Regions from separate parts of the Gossypium arboreum genome. Here region 2 is linked to region 1. A link is a contact called in public Hi-C data. All regions are on one chromosome and are shown on one strand. The core of a region is the stretch at or near the end of the contact, and the rest is flanking DNA. Distances in the headings are between cores, read along the strand shown. Region 1 holds the start of LOC108456998 (solute carrier family 40 member 3, chloroplastic-like). Region 2 holds the start of LOC108463775 (protein SUPPRESSOR OF QUENCHING 1, chloroplastic).

Evidence for each region. A called contact is a pair of places that touch in the nucleus more often than the background predicts.
Region 2: a Hi-C map of leaf shows a contact between it and region 1, with 5 times the contacts expected there. The contact joins the promoter of LOC108463775 here to the promoter of LOC108456998 in region 1. A contact is called at or near these places in 3 of 5 Hi-C or Micro-C datasets (all in leaf).

What each region holds. Positions count from the first base shown.
Region 1 is chr13:94,194,655-94,197,991 of ASM2569848v2, reverse strand. LOC108456998 (solute carrier family 40 member 3, chloroplastic-like) reads left to right here and starts at 1,947. Exons shown (of 13, transcript XM_017755786.2): 1 at 1,947-2,757; 2 at 2,973-3,189; 3 at 3,279-3,337. The coding sequence starts at 2,591.
Region 2 is chr13:94,442,882-94,446,469 of ASM2569848v2, reverse strand. It overlaps LOC108463775 (protein SUPPRESSOR OF QUENCHING 1, chloroplastic), which reads right to left and starts at 2,208. Exons shown (of 28, transcript XM_053024558.1): 1 at 1,606-2,208; 2 at 1,231-1,331; 3 at 1,046-1,102; 4 at 870-964; 5 at 636-735; 6 at 170-228. The coding sequence starts at 1,951.

The sequences.
Region 1 (3,337 bases), core at 698-3,197:
TTTAAAATTTTAGCTTTGAAATTTATGATTTATGAATTCATTATTTCCAAATCATTTGTTCGGAAATTAAAATATTTAAAATTCAAAATTTTGAATTAATCTAAATTCATTGTTTGAATAATTCAAATATAGATTTGGATTTCAACTACTTCTAAGCTTTAAAAATGTTTTTTTTTAATTTAATTATTTAGGAGGATTTTGAACATTGTTATTTGAATCAAACTGGAACGATCACCGATATCGGTTTGGAGAAAGGCGTTAGACCAGTTAACTTGGGAATTGATCTGGACTGGTTGATTGGGTGGTTGAACTTTTCTTTTAAATTTTTATTATTTTTTAATAATTTATTTAATAGAATAAATGCAGACCGATCGAATCGATCTTACCAGTTAAACCGATCGAATTAGTTGAAGTAGAAAACCAGTGATCTAATTAGTTCGATCACTAATTTGATTTTAAAAACCAGACTAGAACAACTAGTCAGACCAATTGCATTAGGTATAAGAAGACTAATGTGTAAATTAAAATTCAAGGGTTTAAAATTAAAATTGTGAAAATTATGGTATAAATGAAATTTTTGAATATTTATATTGTATTAAATTAAATGCATGAAGCTTCGCCGTTGTTTTTAGAATCGGATCGACCGATCAGACCGATTAATCAGGAATTGGTTGGAGTACGAGTCTAAAATAAAGGATCAGATTGATTGACTCATGGACCAGTTAAATCGACAATTGAACTAATTGAACCGATTTTATCTATTTTAATTTTTGAATAATTTATTAATTAAACCGATTAGATCGGTCAAACCAGGAACAAATGGTCTAACTGATTTGCTCATCGATCCAATTTTGAAAATCTTAAACTTGGTTGATGATATATTATAAGTAAAATTATTTATTTATTGTTTGGGCTTAAAAGGAAGTGTGAAAGAAGAGAGAACAAATTTTTTTTTAATGATTCTTGGATGTTGAAAATTGTAAGTTTTAAAATGGATTTTGAAATCCAAAATTTAATTTTATGAAATTAGACTTGGATTTATTCAAATTCAAATCCAACTTTTTATTTATTATCCAAATAAAAAATTTTAAATTTTAAATCCAAATATATATTTTTTTACCCAAATCATGGTTTCAAAATAAACCATTAAACAACTTTTTAATTTTTTTTTTCTCCAAAGTTTGGTAGGGGTGTTCAAGTTTCAGTTAAAAACGAATTAACTAATCGAACTGATCTAATTTGGTTAATTAATCGGTTAACCGATCTAGTTCGGTTAAAGGTTGGTTAAAAGTTTTTTTAAAATTTCAGTTAATGATTAATTCGGTTTAAAATTGGGTAATTAGCCAAATTAACCAAACTTTATAAATAATATTATAAATTATATGTATTAGGCTATTACTAATTCGGTTAAATGAATATTATCAATTTAATTATTTTTATATGTTTTATACTTATTTTAACAAAAAAATCAATTTCAGTTAATTCGATTAACCAACGAATTAACTGAAATATTTCGATTCGATTAATTTTTGTTGAAAATTTTTTGTTAGGTTAATGGTTAAAGAATTAAAAGTCCGGTTAATATTAGTTTGATTTGATTAACCGTTTGAACACCCTAAAGTTTGGAATTAATTATTAATTTATTTTTATAAATGTTTTGAAATTTTTGAATATTTGAATATTTTATTATTTTTTAATATTAATATTATTATAAATTGTTTATCATATCCATTTTTCTAATACAATAGTTAAAATAAAAGATAATATATTTAAGTGCATTCAAATTTACGTCTTTTTACACTAACAATAATATTAATATTAATCCAATTAGCACTCAATTAATTTTTTTAATTCAGACAATGGTACATGATCATACCACGGATTATTACAAGGATTTTTTGTGTATTTATTCCAAAAAAAAATCAAACTTCTTTTTTTGGTTATTATCATGGAAACTACTAGAATGTCATACTTGTAAATGAATTTCAAAAGTTTCGTACATCAAATGGCAACTTAGCTTGCCGTCTTTACACTGATTGTTGAGGAAAGGAAAATTAGTAACTAGGCTTTAATGGACCCACTTCCACAAGGGTGCCGCCACCCTTCAAATCTAGTGGCCACAAAATCTTTCCGCTCACCGCCGGACTCTTACGCAACAAATCATGCCACGGATAACCCTCCCCTTTCTTCATCATTTCAGCTTTCCCAAACCCTTCTTTCTTTCTGCCCCTTTAAATTGAAGGCTATATACAGTTACCAGATTGTTTTTGTTATCTAGAAACTCAAAAGCTCCTTTTGATTTCCTTGTGGCGCCAAACCCAGATAGCCTTTCTTGTATCTCAAAAACCAAACCAGTTCATTTCAGCAGTTAGAAAAAGGTTCCAACTTTTGTTTCTTTGGACTCATTTGAACCTAAACCCTGATAGCATTTGCTGTCTAACTAAACCCCAAGAGCGGTAAAATTTGCTCCTGATTGCTATTCAATTTGCTTTCTTCACAGCTGCATGAGTTTAGAAAAACTCAAAAGTGGGTATTGGTGCTTCAATTTCTGGAGCAATAACAAGTTAAATAAGCAACAGCTGAAGCTAGCATGGCAATGGTCGCGGTTACAAATTCTCAGCTCTCTTTCAATTTGTTTAACTTTTCTGTTTCTAGGAGAGAAGCCTTTATATCGAGACAAGCTGCTTCTGGAATTCACCATCGCTTCTCTTCTAGCCGATGGTTGAGTCTCAACTCCCCTCCTACTAATACTCATAGGTAACTCTTTAATTTGTTCTCTTAATTTAAATGTGGCAAAATGTTCTCTCTCTCTCTTTTTTCTTTTTTGATGTAATGTCTTATTGCATGAAGGACTGGTGATTCAAAGTCGAATTAGTCTGCAATTTGCCCTGAGAAAGCTATTTTTATTATATTTGAGATATTTGAATGAGGCAGCTAACAATTTTTTTTATTTGGTTTGTTTTTCTGTTTAGTCGTAGTTTTGACAGCTTTAAATTGAGATGTTCAATAACAAATACTGATGTGCATTTCAACCACGTGGCTATCGAGGATGAGGATTTATCAGCAACAGATAGTGATTGTTGTTGTACAACACCAATACTTCAGCTTAAATCTGATGTTCTTGAGACTGAATCTTTGAATATACTAACTGGGGATGCATATGTAGATAGTCTCTTAACAACACTCCCAGTATGTTCCTCTCTGTATATCAGTTTATTTACGACTCGAGTGTAAATCCAACAACATTTTCCTATCATTTTATTCTTTTTCTTGCCTAGGTATTATCAGAGGAGGAGCAGGAAGCTCTCGCTGCAACTCCAGCGCACCCAGAGGGATT
Region 2 (3,588 bases), core at 959-3,458, 250 kb before region 1:
AAACATTAATCTATATGTTAAAAAAAGGGAAAAGCAGGTGATTTTGATACAACATATTAATCATGTAAGCAAATCATATTCTTCTCCCAAGTTGAAAGTGTGAAAAGAAAATAAAGAAGGAAGTAAAGAGCAAAGTAAATAGAAACAAACATGAATATAGATCACTTACCTCATTTTTGCTGCATTAGCAGCCTGTACTCCAGCCAAAGCATCTTCAATAACAAGACACTGGCAAATATAGGTAGAGGTCATATTTCTCAGCAGAAGAATTACAATGGAACTTTAGGAAACGAAGAATTTTAAAAACAGAAGCTCTGCAGTATTATTGTAACAAGAATATAAAATTCTCCAAGCAAGTCATAAAGCTATCAAAGTTCAGCTAACAGACAGTGTACACCACCCACGAGAGAAATGGGAAGTATGTTAGGTGCATGAGACATGGCAAAATCAGTAAGTTTTTAATACTTTTTGGCACACAAAGAAGAAAAATACATTTTCTATTTCACATAAATTCCAATAAAAATTGCAAAGAAAAATAAATGCTGCAATATCACCATTCTCATGCAGCGTAACTTTGGTCAATGAAAAGGGAAGAAAATAGTTGCAATTGGTAGAGGGGAGAGAACTAGATATACCTCATCAGGGGAAACGTCTAATATCTTTGATGCAGCTAAGAAAATATCTGGAGCAGGTTTCAGATTCTCAAAAGCATCTGCTGACACAATAGCATCGAACCTGATATATAAAGGCTAGAACCATAATAAGAACAAGAAAAAAAAAAAAACAGATTGATGCTGCAAAGCTAAAAATGTAAATATACAACCAATATATTCATCCAAACAACTATATTAGGTTGGCAGTTGGCTTACATTGATAAGGGCAATCCAGCAGCAGCTAAGTTAGCATCAACCTTGACACGATCAGCACTGGATGCAACAGCCACTTTTAGGCCTTTGTTTTTACACTGTCACACAGAATATTCCATCATATGATCATAAACCTGAGGTGACATCATTATCTCTCCAGTGACAATTGGCTTACGTACCTCATTAATGAGCTCAAAAGCACCTGGAAATCCTATTCCAGAATTAGGTTTTGCATACTACAAGAAGGAAAGAACTTTTTGTGTGAAAATTTGTTCACTGAAAAACACTAAAAATGGGCATTGTATTATTGTCCTTTCATAAGAAGAAAGAATAACTCTCCATATAAAAACTAAGTGCTGATTACCTTATCAAGATATATCTCAAAGAATCTCTTTTTTGCTGCCTCAGTGTTAAATTCTTTAACACCCTTAACAGAAGCAACGCCTCCTAAAAAGTTTGCTTCACCTGGTATATCAGTGAAGTAGAAATATGCAGGTAAAGTTAACAGCTCTTCATGACATCAAAATTAATTGACAATAAATCAGAAGAACTATTTGTCGCAGATTTACATATTTATGAAGAACTCTTTGAAACACATTTACTTCTTAATCAGCACCATACAATTAATCACCTACATTCCTCAAAATTCATACTTTTCCGAATCACTCAAATTTATGGAAGACTATCCATAACAGGAGAAACTTAAAATAAATATCAAGGGATCAAACTAAAATTTTACCCATTCCAGTGAAAGGAGCAAAGTCCTCCGCAATGACTTGGACACCCATCTCTGCAAAAACATCAACAGCAGCCTTTCTAGAAGGGTTCTCACTATTGCACAACACTCCATCCATGTCAAAAAGTACAGCTGTCACCTTGCCCCACTCTTGTTTACTAGTTTCTTTCACATTCTTTTCTTCCACCTTAACACATGCCTTTACCACCATTTTCCTTGTAAAAACTCTGCACTTGGATCTCCATTGAAAGAAGGAGGTTGCTGTTAAGATGGGTTTGGGTGATGAGAAGAAGGAGAGCTTTGTTGGATCAGATAGAGCAGTTGGAGTTGACAATAGTCTCACGGCCATAGCACAAACTCAGTTTTCTGTTTGAGTGGCGGTAACTGGCTCCTGGAAAGGAGCTTTTCAGGATTAAATTGTTTGGGTTTTTTTTTTGGTGGACTAAATCATCCTTGATGTAATTAAAACAGACCTTTGATTTGTTGGGCTATTTGTCCTTGTAGTGCACTGAAAATGGTTGGATGGTGTTTATACTATAAGTAGTGGTGGAGATGAAGCTCGTCTTCTGCTGATTATTTATTTGGTTGGCAATAATTGGTGCTTTATCCAATGCATTTGTATGGGTCTTAGTGACATTAAACTAGTGACAGGGGCCCACTAAAAATAGATAATGATAATTGAAGTAAAATTTGGTAAATACTCCATAATAAGTGTTTCCTCACCGTTAATATAAAAGGAAGTATTGTATGAAATTATGGTTACACTTATACCTAATTTTATTTCTTTTCAATAGAAAAATAATTAATTTTCAATTTTCTTCTTTTAATATAATATATATATATATAAAAGATAATTGTTGTTTACCTTGAGAATTTAAATATTATTTTTAAAATACAATAAATTGATTTTAAAAAATTGAGATGAAAAATATTATAAAAACAAAATTTTGTTTCGCCTATACATTAAGTATTTAAATGATGAAATTCATATCCATCAGTCAACTTATATAAAAAAATCTTAAAGAAATTTTACTTAAATCATATTCATTGAATACCTCAATAGTTGTAAAATCACTATATGAGAATAAAGACTCATTTCGTCTTGATGAAAATGATGAAGAATTTTTTGGTCATGAAGTACCATATTTAAAAGTTATAGACTTATAAGGCATTAATGTATCTTGAAACAACACACGACCTGATATAACATTCATAGTGAACTTGTTAACAAAATTTAAATTCTTCTTAAACACAGAGACATTGTATGAAATTAAACATGTATTTAGATGTCTTAAAAGAACCATCCATATGGAATTATTTTATCCAAGTGGAAGTTGAATTATTCTTTCTTTTTCTACCATTCTCTTTTGTTCTTTTATAATGATATTAGTTTATAATATTTATGAAATAATTAAAAATAATTTATAGTTATTTCAAATTATATTTTTATTAATAAAATAATATATCACAATATTTTATTTTTATTTCTTTATGACTTAATAATATATCATTTAGTACCAGAGTATGACATTTTTTTTATAACTCTCCCATACTTGACCCGATCGTCGGGTCAAGATATCAAAAGGCTACATTTGTTGTTGAAGCAATGATAATTAAATTAAATTCATTTCATCAATTCATTCAAGTTATTGGGGTCATTAAACATTTCTAATATAATTCAAACACATGTCTAAATTTTATACGAGCTTCTAATAGCTCTTTTAATAGTCAAACACAACAACGTGGAACCCTCGATGCTGCGACGTCACATATTGACTTATGTCATCGAGACGTGGTAATCTTGATGTCGTGACGTGCATTCTATTTTTAAAATTTTTCCATTTCTTCAAATTTCATCACCTATAACCCTATTCAAATATCAAATTTCTACCAATTCAATCAACATTCCATTCATATAAGTTCAATTCCAATCTCAAGAACACATAATTCATCATAAACTCATTCAAAAAGGCTAAGTTTATAATG